Regions from separate parts of the Bombyx mori genome. Here region 1 is linked to region 2. Evidence: chromatin contacts called from public Hi-C data. All regions are on one chromosome and are shown on one strand. Each heading gives the region's core, a stretch centred on a gene start, on an enhancer-like site or on the middle of the called end of the contact. The rest is flanking DNA. Distances are from core to core; before and after follow the strand shown.

Region 1 (2,700 bases), core at 174-2,673, 43 kb before region 2:
TTAGTTTTACCAACAGTTTCACGTGTAATTTAATACTTTCGTAATGCATGCGTTAATTTCATTCATGCAAATTAGTTTCGTGCCCTGCGCGATTGTTTGGTGAAATTAGTGTCATGCAACTAATTTCATAGTGTAGACGCGACGTGAAACTAATGTCGCGAAAGGGCCTCCGCAGTGCGGACGTGTGTATTGTTAGTTCGGACGCGCTTCAAGCGTTGAAAATGACAAACTAACGATGGAGTACAACTTTTTAACGAAATTACTTTCGCATATATCGAAACTACTTTCGTGAAACTGAGCTCAACATGCATGACACTAATTTCGTAATGTAAATCCCGCATAAGAAAAGTTTGTGTCAGTTATGAAGTTCTTGTGTGATTGCTTTTAACAATTTTTATTATTCTATAAGTCACAAATGCAAAGACATTTCGAGGTTTTTTTTTTATTGCTTATATGGGTGGACGAGCTCACAGTTCACCTAGTGTTAAGTGGTTACCGGAGCCCATAGACATCTACGACGTAAATGCGCTACCCACCTTGAGATATTAGCTCTGATGTCTCAAGTATAGTTACAACGGCTGCCCCACCCTTCGAACTGAAACGCATTACTGCTTCACGGCACAAATAGGCGGGGCGGTGGTACTTACCAACGCGGACTCACAAGAGATCCTACCACCAATCAAAAATGAGAATGAGATATGAGAATCCTAGTACTTAATACCTACACAACCGGTACAATGTTTATAAATATTGTTTTTAGTTTATTTAAGTTATATTGCTATAGAGTTATTCATAGTTTTTTTTTTGTTTAATGGTGGAAAAAGTACTGTGAGGGAGCGCGTCTTGCCTTAATTAATAACCGAACTTTACTCGTCCCTTCCGTCCGTCAAGTCCATCAATTTAGGTTTTTATATCATTAATTCTCTCAAAGCGAACATGCTTTGATACCTTCTACTTAATAAAAATGTAATATGTGTTTGATTGAACTAAGACCAATATACCAGTCTATCTAATATATATTATTATCTATGACTAAGACATAATAAATGATCTGCGTGAAACGCAACTAGCCACATGACTATGGTGTTACCAATTCTCAATGTTATGTTTTGGTAGTTATTATTTTAAATTAAACTAAAATTAAAAACTAAGCAAATAAAACTAAACTAAAATTATTTTTTGGTAAAATCAATAGTAATGGTTAGTCTGAATCGCTACTGTTAATATTTTTAACATAATTACCAGTAAATAAACTTAAATAAAACGTTCAATTAGTTTTTCCTATTTTCTACCTCGACTTTTCGAATTGCTTATAAAGTTTTGAGTTTTTTCACACTGAAATTATCTTATAATAGCCTAAGACAGTGGTTTTTAGGAGAATCAATTGAATCAATTTAACGACTTAATGTTTTATGGTAGTTTATCAAATCAAGACGCTTATGACCCAAAAAGCTACCTTGTGTTGACAGTTTGACAGCTACGCAGTAATCGTGCAGTATTGTCGGAATTTTACTGCCGTATTTTTTTCAAATTTTCTGTTTATATCATCGTAGATAAGGGTACTAAAGTCAGCGTAATAACGTATCAGTGTTGTTAGCTGTGTGAAGTGGTAAAACGCAATGTCCCGCGCGATAGGCGGTCGGTGAAAGTGCAAGGTGTTGTGACCGCGAGTGATCATAAAACGAGTGGATAGTGGATGACGATGGGCGTGGGTCTGCAGCCTCTAGAGTTCACCGAGTGCCTCGCGGACAGCCCTCAGTTCCGCGAGAATCTCCAACGTCACGAAAAGGAACTAGAACGAACCAGCCAGCAGATCAAGCGGCTCATCAAAGAAGTCAAGGATGTCGTGCAGGCAGCTAAACGTGAGTGCGAACCCTTCACCTGCGACCGCGCACCGCTCGAAAGTGTTAAGGTCAAATTATTCACGCGACACAAAGAATGCTCTACGTGTTGCATAGTTCGGCACTGTACATCCCCGCCCGTTATAGTTTATCATACAACTAATACAGAAGTGTGACGATATTACGTCTGTACATTAAAATCATTATATTTAACTTTTTCTGTTATCCTATGTCAAGCCAAAGATATATATTATTATAATCACAGAACCATGCTATCAATATATCAAGTTAATTCATTTATTCTTGATTTAATACTAGTGAAACTGCAGGTTAAAATATATCTATAACTCTTATAATATATTTCAACTTTGATAATGATATTTGAGATGAGTGAGTGTTGAGCTGACAGCTGATAGAATAGAATGGAAGAGAAAAATTAGCTCTGCCAGTCCCACCTAGTGGGATAAGGTGAAGAATAAGAATGATATTTGGGTTATAATTGTGATGAATTAAATCGACATAATTGAATTTGTAGTCAATAATTGCACATAAGTTAATCAATGTTAGAGCAAGTGTCAGTAAACTGACCATGTTTGGGCAGTTTATTGATACTGTTAATAACCATAACAACCAACATAGTCCATAAGTAATGGTGCCAAGCTAGGATCTGTCTTTATGTTATCACTTCAAGAACAACTAAAAAAAAGAGATTTACGCCAATTGAGTATCTGTGATTTTTTATTTGGACAGTGAAAGGCTATTTGTTTTAAGAAACATTTTGCTTAATACGCGACATTTACCATTGTAATTAAAGGTCCGTCTAATTTGGTATTAGTATCAACAATTGGATGTTATTAAT
Region 2 (2,700 bases), core at 101-2,600:
AGGAGCCTTTGCTCGAAGAAAATATGTAAGTATTACTTCCGTTTGATTGCAGAGGCCTTCGGTACGACGACGTGGAGCAAGCAGTTCTGCACGTACGAGAAGAGATCCCGGATCCTGACCCTGACGCCGTACAATCAGATCAACGTCAAAACGGTACGTCCGACGCGCCAGTGCTCGATGTTCCAATGCTGTTCTCGTTACAAGTGTGTCGTCTGAGTGAGTGGGCTGGTCCGCAGAGCTGGTCTCCCGAGGCCGTGTGTCTGTGCGGCGCCGTGGCTTGCGGTGAGGCGGCGGAGCGGCGTTGGTGCTGGGAGGCAATCCCCGCAGACCGCGAGCGCAGCCCCCTCACGCTGCAGGCGCTCTCGCAGCGGGACCGCGCCGCCTGGCTCGCGGCCGTCGACGAGCCCCCCGCCGAGAGACACCCGCAGGTGCGTCACACTACCCCCCCCCCCCCTATTGCCTTGGAGTACTTCACGCGGATTAAAGTTGAGGGTAGTTCGAGAATGAAACGATCGCAGCTTTCGGCTATTTTATTTGACGAAGTTCAAATTAAAATCAGTGATATTTAAAAAAAATTGAGATTTTTAATTGATAAAAATCTATCGTGGAACGCATCGATAACAGAAATCAGCTGGAAGATGCTTGTATTAGCTGCATCTCTGAGACGGTTACGAAACTCTTCCGACCGGCACCAAGGTTGCGCTTGCACAGTCTCTTCTCCTTCCAATCCTTAGCATCCTTAGATGGGTGGACAAGTTCAGAGCTTACCTGTGGTGTTAAGTGGTTACTGGAGCCCATAGACATCAACAATGTAAATGCGCCACCCACCTTGAGATAAGTTCTAAGGTCTCAGTATAGTTACACCGGCTGTCCCACCCTTCAAACGGCAGAAATAGGTGGAGTGGTGGTACCTACCCGTGCGGACTCACAAGACGTCCAACCACCAGTAACTTATTCTAACTAAATTATTCTAATAGCCATAATCTCTTGTTAACAGAAAGCATCTGTGAACAGTGAAGAGTTTGCGTTAGACGAAACGGGATTCGCCTTCGTGCGGAAGCTGATATCCGTGATAGAGTCGAGGGGGCTGGAGGAGCAGGGACTGTACAGGTGAGGCAGCCGGCGGCGCCCCCGCGGCCCCGCAGCCCGGCGACTGACCCGACCGTGTGTTGCCGCAGGGTGGCGGGCGTGGCGTCCAAGGTGTCGCGGCTGGTGGCGTGCGGCGCGCCGGGCCGCCGCCTGCCGCCCGCGCTCCACGACCCGCTGGAGTGGGAGACCAAGACCCTGACCTCCGCGCTCAAGAGCTACCTGCGCGCGCTGCCCGACCCGCTGCTCACCCGCGCGCTGCACGACCGCTTCATCGCCGTCGTCAGTCAGTACACTGCTCCTCGCACTGCAACTAGATGATAAGTATCGGTGGTCACCGTCGTCACCAACTGCGTCACCGACTGTACTCGGAGAGCCCCGGGGAGTGGCGCTCCAGTCGGACGTTGCGTGGAAAACCACTGAATATGAGTTGTAACTTTATTATTGATATTTTCATAGGGATGTCATTAGTCAACGATAAATGAGAGAAAGAGAGTGAGTAAGAGAGAGTGAGAGGGAGAGAGAGAGAGTGAGAGAATGAGTGAGAGAGGGTGATATAGAGAGAGTATTGAGTGGGAAGGCGAGATGCCACTATTATTTACTTAAGCGTTTTGATAAATGTCTGTTATTTGAATCCGTAATGTAATGCAAAATATTTCGAAGTTGTGTAGTTATACATTGCGTGTAGTATAAAATGCAAGATTTTTGTTCAGAAGTTCCCCTTTCGTAGTACGAATTCGTGCGCGGTAGAGTTTTATCACGTAATGCATTAGCGTGTCGCGTGACGCGTGACGCTAGCCGCGTGTCGCGTGACGAGCGCCGCGTGACGTGCGCGGCGTGACGCTTGCCGTGTGCCGCAGAGTGCGAGCGGCGGGCGGAGCGCGCGGCGGGCGTGTGCGAGCTGGTGCGCGCGCTGCCGCCGCACAACCGGGACATGCTGCTGCTGGTGCTGGCACACCTGCGGAAGTACGGTTTTTTTTTTTATTGCTTACATGGGTGAACCCACCTGGTGTGAAGCGGTTACTAAAGCCCATAGACATCTACGACGTAAATGCGCCACCCACCTTGAGATATAAGTTCTAAGGTCTCAAGTATAGTTACAACGGCTGCCCCGCCTTTCAAATCGAAACACATTACTGCTTCACGGCAGAAATAGGCTGGGTGGTGGTACCTACTCGCGCAGACTCACAAGTGGTCCTACCACCAGGCTGCTGGCTAATACACACGCTGTCACCGGACACACCTTAGAGACCTCGCCCGCGCCTACTTTTTGTAGCGTTGCAGTAGCGATGCTATCGCGCGTTCTCATCGATACAACCGCGATGCTGCCCCTAGATGTGTACCTTCGCCCAGATTCTGTATCGCTACTATCGCGATGCTGTCGCGATTCAGGATCTACCTAGAAATGTTTGTACGCGCTTACAGCGATACAGCCGCGCGTTTGCATAGCTTCTGTCGCACGTTACAAATGCGACTAACGCGCGATAGTAGCGAGGCAGAAGCGCGCTTACAAAACGCGCGACAACATCGCTACAAAAAGTCGTCGCGGGCGAGGCCACTTAGGCTTTAAGGTTAAGTGAATACCAGCCTTGGGACGTTAACATAAAGCCTCAA

Evidence for each region. A called contact is a pair of places that touch in the nucleus more often than the background predicts.
Region 1: a contact with region 2 is called in a Hi-C map of whole pupa, with 2.0 times the contacts expected there. The contact joins the promoter of LOC101740041 here to the enhancer-like site in region 2. A contact is called at or near these places in 4 of 7 Hi-C or Micro-C datasets (middle silk gland, midgut and whole pupa).

Annotation. Positions count from the first base shown.
Region 1 is chr14:1,630,384-1,633,083 of ASM3026992v2, reverse strand. LOC101740041 (rho GTPase-activating protein Graf) reads left to right here and starts at 1,423. Exons shown (of 17, transcript XM_038015543.2): 1 at 1,423-1,862. The coding sequence starts at 1,697.
Region 2 is chr14:1,586,826-1,589,525 of ASM3026992v2, reverse strand. It overlaps LOC101740041 (rho GTPase-activating protein Graf), which reads left to right. Exons shown (of 17, transcript XM_038015543.2): 8 at 53-153; 9 at 237-428; 10 at 998-1,110; 11 at 1,179-1,372; 12 at 1,947-2,052. Among protein-coding and RNA genes, the nearest start is that of LOC101739907, 27 kb to the right of the region's middle. Within about 2 kb of position 1,350, at least 3 of the 8 cell types and tissues checked have open chromatin away from gene starts, as enhancers often do.